Linked DNA regions of Mus musculus: region 2 is linked to region 1. A link is a contact called in public HiChIP or PLAC-seq data. All regions are on one chromosome and are shown on one strand. Each heading gives the region's core, a stretch centred on a gene start, on an enhancer-like site or on the middle of the called end of the contact. The rest is flanking DNA. Distances are from core to core; before and after follow the strand shown. Region 1 overlaps Myom1 (myomesin 1). Region 2 overlaps Lpin2 (lipin 2).

Region 1 (4,315 bases), core at 1,228-3,727:
CTGACCTTTCTCCAAAATTTCAACTGCCAACTCAGACTTAGTTGGGACAGCTAGGAAGAATAAAAATAGACATAGTAAGTCACTGGGGAACAACAATATTGATACAGACGTTCTAACAAGTGGAAAAGATGGTCAGTACCGATAGCAATTGTAGACCCTTCGTCTACATGATCCAGGGATGGTGGGCACATTATGGGGGGGCCTCAGACTGACAGACATCATTACAGGGGGACCTCAGACCTTGAGTCACATACACGGGACCTCACCCCTTTTGAAGCACGGTTGTCTCAGTTGTCCAAACAATGGGGATGACGTTATCTATAGGGTACATAAAGTTAACCTCTGGGACTCTCTACCGCAGCTTTGGTCAAGGTTATTCAAGGGCAGTCACAAGGTAAAATGAGAGATAACCTGGAATGCCAGTGTATAGCCCCAAATCTGCTAGTAAAAAAAACAGGCAGATGTCAGGGATTCCTTTCTTTGGGTTTTCCCCCTCCACTCCATAAAATCAGTTACAGATTTATTCTGCTTCAAAACTGAAGGGACTCTTGGGTATTCTGTACTGAGGGGAAGCATCTGGGGGAAGAGAAGATAGACTTTGAGGCTGAAACATGATCTTGACATTGGCCAAGGGGTCAAGGGTGCTCCACACCTGTCAACATGGACACCATGTGCCTTGCTTGGCAATCAGACAGTTAATTATGGGACAACATGATACATTAATTATCAGTAGATGGAAGTAACAATACCTTAGTAATCAGTAAATGGAGGTAAGTTCTCTGTCCCCCACCACGTTAACTGATGAGAAAGGTGAATGCTAAGAAAGAGTGGTGACCCCAGAGACACAGAGATTATCCCTGTGATAATCCCTGCTATTCTGTGCTGGTTTTTGTTCCAGTTCCATTTCTAGGGCCGGGCGTGGTGGTGCACGCCTTTAATCCCAGCACTCGGGAGGCGGAGGCAGGCGGATTTCTGAGTTCGAGGCCAGCCTGGTCTACAAAGTGAGCTCCAGGACAGCCAGGGCCATACAGAGAAATCCTGTCTCAAAAAAACAAAAAAACAAAAAACAAAAAACAAAAAAAAACATTTCTATGCAGAAGGCCATGGTTTTCCAGTGTGAATAAAAGTCTGAGTGGCGGAGATAAAAGTTCCCAAGACTAGAGGTTAACCCTTGCTACAAATAAATCTTGAGAATGTTCCAGAAAAGTCTGGGGAACCCATCACGGAGGACCTAATGTGTGGTACTGTGACTCGGAGTAGCAATGCCAAGTAAGGGACTGGCTTTCCTGGGAGCCTTTGATGTTCTCTGTCTGGCCCCAAGTCACAAGAACATTGTCTAGAGGAACACAGATCGCCATGAATTGCCACTGAGGGAACAAGCAAACATGACATGTGCATTCGAGAGACAGACTCAACAAGCTACATGTAACTGGTTTCACTATTGGATCTGCTGGTCTCATGTGTTCTTAACCTCTAAAATCCAACCACCATAGTACTTTCTGCATCAGTGGATTCCAACTGAATGCCCCAGGAAGGGCCTGGCATATAATATATGCTCTTCTTATTTTGGTATCTGCTTTTTCCTCCAGTTGCTTCAACAATATTCTATAATTGTTAAATATAATGTGTTAAAAACTAGGAGCACCTAGCAGTGTGTTTATAGTTATGGATATACACTTATGTGTGTGCATACAATACATTACCTGTGTATGTAGGACAATAGCAAATATCTATAAATGAAGAACCTTGATGCAGGATGTTGACGCTGTTGCATCTTCTATGCTCAGACAAGCTAGGTGACTTGCCACACTGCAACTCAGCACTAATAATGCAGGGCAGGCTATATTATTTTTAGGTTTTACATCTCTACTTTTTTTTTTAATCTTTTCCTGTTTCCAGATCCAAATCACCTTCTCAGGCAGTTTATTTTTTCTAGCAAAACATATTATTTATAGACTGAAGGCATATGCTTACTGGTTTTCAAAATATTTTTGAAAATGGCTTTAGAGAGGAGAGTTTTACTATCTCAAAGGATAAAGGAATGGGATTTTTAAATTTTACAATCAGTGAGAAATGAGACATGTAGAACCTTATAAATCTCAAGAAAATGACTTGATGTCTTCTTTGACCAGGAGGAAGTGGGTGTGAACTGAGAAAAGAGATATGCTGCTCTGACCCACTGGCAGCTCTCTGAAGGTTTCCTTTCACAACCTCATCATTGCAGTTGGTGAAAGAAAATACTGGAACTGTCCTTTCTACAATGCTCTTTCAAGGGTCTCAGAAAAGCTTCTCTGGGTTGGGGTATGATATTCACACTCAGAGTTTAAAACCTGTCCCTGGGCTCTCCCTGTGTGCTGGCCATGATGTCACATCTGGTCTGCAGTAAGGAAGCCTTGAGTTTGCTCTCGCCCTCTCCAAGCACCGATGATTAAACCCTTAGGCACAAGCAGGATAAAGCATCTGCGTAGATGCCGACCATATGAGTTGGCTACGAAGCCCTTAATTATACTGTCTCCACGTCCACGTGCTCCTCAACCCGGGGAGGCCCAGGCAATGGGAACCTAACAGTGACACCGTCTTTTAACCTAAATATAAACGTTGTTGGGGAGGCTGTTGCCTGGATACATGAGCAGTGTTTCCTAACTAGATTAGTGCTTCTTTCCACTTCGATCCGGCTTGAGCAGAGGATGTAAACATGCACCTTAGACACAGCTTCTGACTGGGGCCTAAGAACTGTCACGACTGCCAGTCCTAGAAAAAGAAACCGAAGCCCAGGGAAACGGAAATGGTTCACGCCGTGTCAGGGAGCCAAGAATGTCCAGGGAGGCCTCCACCTTCCACATGGCTTTCAGAATTAACTCTATCCTCCACAATAGTACTTTCCAGCTTTATGGTGACTAAGCACACAGAGGAAGTTAGTTGCATGGGCTGGGACCTCCTGAAACTCCATAGTCATAAGAAATATAAGCAAGCATTGAGGAATCTTTTAGATTCTCCATTTAAAAGAGGGAGAGCATTCACCACTCTTTAATCTGCTTTCTCAAACATGACAGTGTGCTTGACTGGCCAGTGAGTAAGGGATCCTTTCAGGCCAGCGGAACCTCCGAGGTGTAATTTCAAGCGTTCCTTCCGTTAGGTGTCAGCTGTAGGGTTTAATCTTTTATATGGAAGGTGCTTTGTCTAAGGGCATGGAAACAGTTCAGAGGGGCTCTACTTCAGAATGGGGCCCTTTATCCGGTTTCCCAAGAGTACAAAACATTGTGTTCAGATTGGCTTTGTTTAGAGCTTTGAGTCTCCTGCTATGTGCCAACATTACAGATTTGTCTGAAACGTATAAATGAGTGTGTTTAGAACATATGAGTGTGATCCCAAAACACACGTGTTAAGAACTGAACAACAGATCTACTCATGATACATCTCTGGCCCCTCACACTGCCATGCAGAATGAAGCATGGTGTGGGTTTTCTTTCCATCCCCTTCCCTTTCTCTTTCCTCCTGGTCCCCTTCTCGTTTTCTTGTTTGTTTCTCTCTTTTTTAGACAGGGTCCCTGGTAGCCCAGGCTGGCCTCTAACTTCCTATTTTGCTGTATCGCCCAGAGCGAGCTTGAACTCGGGATATCAGGTGCTGGGACAGCAGGGGTATGCCATCATTTCTGACTTTATGCAATGCCGGGGATCAAATCCAGGGATCTCTTCATGCCAGAGAAGCACACAGCCCATGGGGTACTTTTCCTATGGTAGTATCTTGGCACTTCTCGGGGAAAATGGCAAAGAAAGGTGTCATTTCTATAAGGCGTTTTTGTGGCTGCTGGCTTGTGATATATATCCTAACGCCTCTCCCCATCTCTCTTTCTCTTTCCTTTCTCCCTCCCTCATTCCTCCTTTCTTTCCTTTGCCAGGTTTCATCATGTAGCCAGACCAGACCATGAACTTAGGACTCCCCTGCCTCTACTCGCAGCTCAAAAAAAAAAAAAAAAAAAAACAAAACAAAACAAAAAAAAACCTCTTAGGTCTAAATAGAGACTTGAGGTTGTCTAGTTTGACCTTGAACTTGAACTTTGTAGCCCAGGCAGGCTTTGAACTTGCCTTTTCCCTGTCTCTGCTAAGTAACTAAGATTACAGCACTGTGCCATCAGGTAAGGCTCTAAACTTTTTCTTAATTCCACCTGAGCTGTCATTTGTTCTATTGCAGAAGCTGAGCCCCGGCAAAGCCACTGAAATCTGCACGGGTACCAGGGTACTTACTCGGGAACTTGTGCTCCTGGCTGAGGGCAAGCAGACGTTTCATTTCTGTATAGAAAAATGGAAGACAAACC
Region 2 (4,315 bases), core at 1,148-3,647, 110 kb before region 1:
AGAATCCTGCCAGTGCCTTTAACCCCTCCCTACACCAGCACTGACTAAAGTAGATGCCCCTGGACTTTGGCCTAACTTTTCTGCTTATAACAGTAGGAGGGTAGGCTTTTGTCACCCATGCTGGGGACAGTTCCAATACATTGGGCATTTACTTCAATAAATAATCATGATACTGATTTTGTGAAACATTAACAAAACGTGTACTCTGAGTTACTAGATGTCACAAGAGGACTGGTCTTCTGTCAAACATGGACACGTCATAGGAAATGACTGCCTCTAAACAGCTGTTTTAAAGTAGTTATGATTTCAGGTGCTGCCACACGTGAAAATGTAGTTAATTTAAAAATCAGTGAACAGCTTACCCTAATGCAGAAAGGCCTGCGACAAGAGGTCAATGTAAGTCACCAGTGCGCCTATGACAGATAAAGCTCAAGTTTTACTTTCATAAGAAAGCTGTGTTTTGGTAAATCAAATGGACAGATTTCTTCTCAAATAGATCTCCTAGATTCTGGGATATGAAGGAAGGGAACAGGAAAGAAGAAATTTTTTCTTTTCTTGGGCCCTGTGTATTATGATCCTAAAAGTACTTGGGGTAGGGGTGGGATGTCTGACAAGGTATTTAACAGTTAATGGTTAATAAAACCACCCGTGTAACCTGGTAAAGAAATTACATCTCTAATTACAAAGTGCACAGAGAATACACACATCTGCTCAGCTTCTCACTTACACAGAGGACAAATGCCTGCACACATCTGCTGCAGCTCCACTCAAAGGCCAAAAGCCTGAGTCAACCTATCAATTAGAAACCTGGTTCCAGAGAACGGTGGGGGGCGGGTATGGTATGGTGGGAGAAACTTCTGAGAAGACCCCCAAAAGAAATTTTACAAACAGATCCTTGAACATCTATGGAGAAACAGCTCTAATATGAAAGTACTAATAGTGTCACTACAAAAACCACAAAGGAAACAAACACAGAAAGCACTAACTATGGCTAGACAACCCTGCCCTAGAGTAGAAGCTGCCAGGCCAAGAAGTAACACTGTAGCTGCTTCTGCTTTCTAATGGGATCAAGCAAAGGCTAGTCTGAAAAATCCAGTGGGAAATGATTTTATAACACCCAAAGAGATGGTTTCTCTTTGAAAAATAAAGTCTAGTTTTGGAAACCCACTTTCTTTCAGTTTCAAAAACCCAAAGCCTAAGTAGAGGGAGATGTATATCCAAAAAAACACCAGCAAAAACCTCTTTAACTTGTGCATGTTGGTCCTTCGGCACCCACCCTTCCACTGTGCTACCCAGTGGCAAAGTGCTCCGAAATCTTAGTAAGAGTTGCTGACATTATTATCACCATGTGGAAGACAATGTGGAAGTGAAAAGTTGCCAAATACATGCTCTACAAAGTTTTATCATTAACTCTGTTTTAAAACCTACCATACACACAATTCAAAAACCTTCTTATTGCCCAATACTTGAGGGAAATGATAATTTAAAAACATCCAAACACTGCCCCCCATTAAATGCAAAAGAGGAAAAATACAAACATTCAATTGGGGTGTTTATTTCTTTTAAATAAATATAATCTACACTTGATTACATGAGCTTAGTCTACCTACTCATAATCAGTACAACAATATTATCATATATGTTTGTGTGTATGTATCAATCAATCAATCAACAGGCTCTCCTGTGTCTCAGGCTGGCCTCGTGCACCTCTGCTATGTGGCTGAGCTGAGAATGCTCCTGTCCTTCTGTCTCTACCTCCTCAGTGCCTGCACAGGCTTGGTGCATGGTATGCAAATGTTTTGCTGACTAAGCTGTATCTCCAGACTGCATTATTTTATTTTTAGAGAGCCTTTTTTTTTTTTTAAACTGAGGATTTAAAGCATGTACATGAGCCACAGGGTACACGGGTCAAGTCACTGGATGACTTCTGAGTGTGTTCTCTTGTTGCACCCTGTGGGTCTCAGGACTGATGGAGAGAGCCTTTACCACTGAATCATCTTGCTGGCCCTACACTATTTTAAAGTGCTATATTAAATAAAGCAAAATTTCTTTTTCAAAATAAGCCCAACTTCCTCATTTGTAATTATCTCCAGTTTTGTTCTGAGTCTCTTCATGATTTCAGTTTCTTTTTCATTTGGAGAAACTTTCTATAAGAGAGTCTTTTGAATTTAGAAGCCAATTCAAAAGCAGTACCTATAAAGTTGGTTTCTTACCATGGTCTTCAATAGCATGCAAGTTTAAAAAAAAAAAAAAGAGTAAGAGGAAGGGGCCGGTCACCATGGTGACCTGTGCACTCACCACTTTCTCCTTGGACCTCAGGACACCCAGCTTCCCGAAGCGTACGTGAAAAGGCGAGCACTGGTAGGAGCCATCCTGCTGCCTCACCACGACCACATCGATGCATCCAGACAACGTGGCTTGGTTAATGCCCTTGTAGAGTTCCTTCACAGTGACGAGCACCTGCCCAGCCAGCTGGCCCACATAATTCATGGTTTGAGACTGAGAAAAGAAAACGATGTCAGCACTAACTTTGACAACTAACAGCAACGACATAAAGAGTTTGATTAAACATACACTCTGCTCTGCTGTCCAGAGCCCATTGCTCTCCTGCTGCCCCAGCTACATCACACATATGTCTCAGACTGGCAGTGCCTCTAAGTGGGGTTGGAGGCTGTGGAAGTTCTGTTTCCTTCCACACCCCAGGGTGGGGCCAACTGTCTTCATCTCCCTCCACCAACCGCTCAGGACCTGCAGTACTATGTCCACTCTGACCACAGGAGGCAAGGACAGGAGGACTGTCACCTCCAGGGGAAGCTTGGGATTTATCTTTGCAGAGAGACAAGGGATACAACTGAGAACCGAGATCTTCTGGTTCAGATACATCAGGTACATGCTGCGTCAAGCGAGCTGTGGTAAGCTGCGCCAAGACTAACACACGTACCATGACTTCAGAACCTCAACATGGCATAATGGGACATAACGTTTGTGTCCCACAATGTTCAGAGCACAAAAGGGGTTTTGGTTTCTCAACTTCAACTCACTACTCAAATCAAGATCACCAGAGCTCTGCAATTCAAAAGAGAGAGGGTACATCTAAATCTGGCTTCACCCCTTACCCTGACTCATCCACTGAAAAACCCAACCCACACCAAAACAAACCCATTAGTCCTCAGGCTGTCAGCTCTCCCTCCAGCGGGTGAACACACCATCACTCAGCAGACACCTTTATGTTACGTTAAAGCCAAATCCACAGAGAGTCCATCCCCTGGATGTAGGATCAGAAAAACCTCCAGCTTTAGGCTAATGCAGAAGTCAATTTTTATTGGACTCTAGGAGTAATGAGTCCAAACTATTAACTGCGCAGAGTGGCCTCTCTAAACCAGCTCTGGTTGCCCTAAGCTCAAGATTCCATATTTGCAAAGTTCTAGAGAGACATTCTGTGTTGTCAGGTAAGTCCTAGGTGGAACAGGGACAAAGTGCTGATCCCCTAAAAAAAATGAAGTGGACCTGCCAGGTCCCATCAGCACATAACTCAGCCTACTGGCCAGAGACAGTCAGTGCCTAAGGCAAGACAGACTCCACTCAACAGTCTATACAGAGATGACTGTAACCACAGTCTAGCTGTTGAGTAGCCTGAAGCATATAATCCTGATTATTCCCCTGGGTATTCCAAGGTTTCCAACTGCACATTCCAAAGAGCTTGCTTTGTGCAATGTACACAAGCAGCTACATTTACTACGATCTCCTAAGGTGGAGGATGTCATAATTATAAAGAAAATATGTTATAGCCATGAAACAATTATAAACAGGTGGCTTTGGTTTTAGGATGAGGATGGTTGCTTTTATTTTGATAGCAAGGCCAGATTAAGCACACATCAAATACTTAATTTTTGAAAAAAAAATTTTTTTGAGATAGAGTCTCACTGTACAGTCCTGGCTGGCCTGAAACTCAAGACATAGACTAGGTTGCTTCTGAGCACAGAGGGATCTGCCCACCCCTGCCTCCTGGATGCTGAGATTAAAGGTGCCACCACTCCTGACCAACCTTTCTCTCCAGGGTCTCTTTGTAGTCAAGATGGCCTAGAACTTAAGACAACTTTAGTCTCTAAAGTGTTGGGATTACAGGTGTGTGCTACTATATTTGACAATAATTATTTCTTGAATAAGGAAAGAACTATCAAATGAACTACCAATAAACAAGCTAAAACCAATAAACAGCTAAGAGTCATTACTGTACTATGTGCAGCAGAAATACTATTCCATCAGATCACTCATGGATAATCTCATTGTATTTTTTCTTTTTGAAATGGTCTTA

Evidence for each region. HiChIP or PLAC-seq counts read pairs in DNA pulled down with a chosen protein or histone mark.
Region 2: an H3K27ac HiChIP or PLAC-seq map of the HPC-7 cell line shows a contact between it and region 1, with 6 times the contacts expected there. The contact joins two enhancer-like sites. A contact is called at or near these places in 1 of 39 promoter capture datasets (erythroid cells), 2 of 15 datasets of contacts at CTCF or cohesin (CD8 T cells and the NIH/3T3 cell line), 4 of 484 Hi-C or Micro-C datasets (all in liver), 9 of 115 datasets of contacts at active chromatin or transcription factors (CD8 T cells, the HPC-7 cell line, bone marrow-derived macrophages and 5 more) and 5 of 9 other capture datasets (adipose tissue, embryonic stem cells, liver and 2 more).

Annotation. Positions count from the first base shown.
Region 1 is chr17:71,101,198-71,105,512 of GRCm38.p6, reverse strand. It overlaps Myom1 (myomesin 1), which reads right to left. Exons shown (of 37, transcript NM_001083934.1): 24 at 4,245-4,289; 25 at 1-50. Among named protein-coding and RNA genes, the nearest start is that of Lpin2, 80 kb to the left of the region's middle. Within about 2 kb of position 2,477, at least 103 of the 459 cell types and tissues checked have an H3K27ac peak or open chromatin away from gene starts, as enhancers often do. A contact at or near this core is called in CD8 T cells, the HPC-7 cell line, adipose tissue and 4 more, where this site is marked.
Region 2 is chr17:71,213,148-71,217,462 of GRCm38.p6, reverse strand. It overlaps Lpin2 (lipin 2), which reads right to left. Exons shown (of 20, transcript NM_001357791.1): 2 at 2,299-2,499. The coding sequence starts at 2,490. Among named protein-coding and RNA genes, the nearest start is that of Lpin2, 32 kb to the right of the region's middle. Within about 2 kb of position 2,397, at least 76 of the 459 cell types and tissues checked have an H3K27ac peak or open chromatin away from gene starts, as enhancers often do. A contact at or near this core is called in CD8 T cells, the HPC-7 cell line, adipose tissue and 4 more, where this site is marked.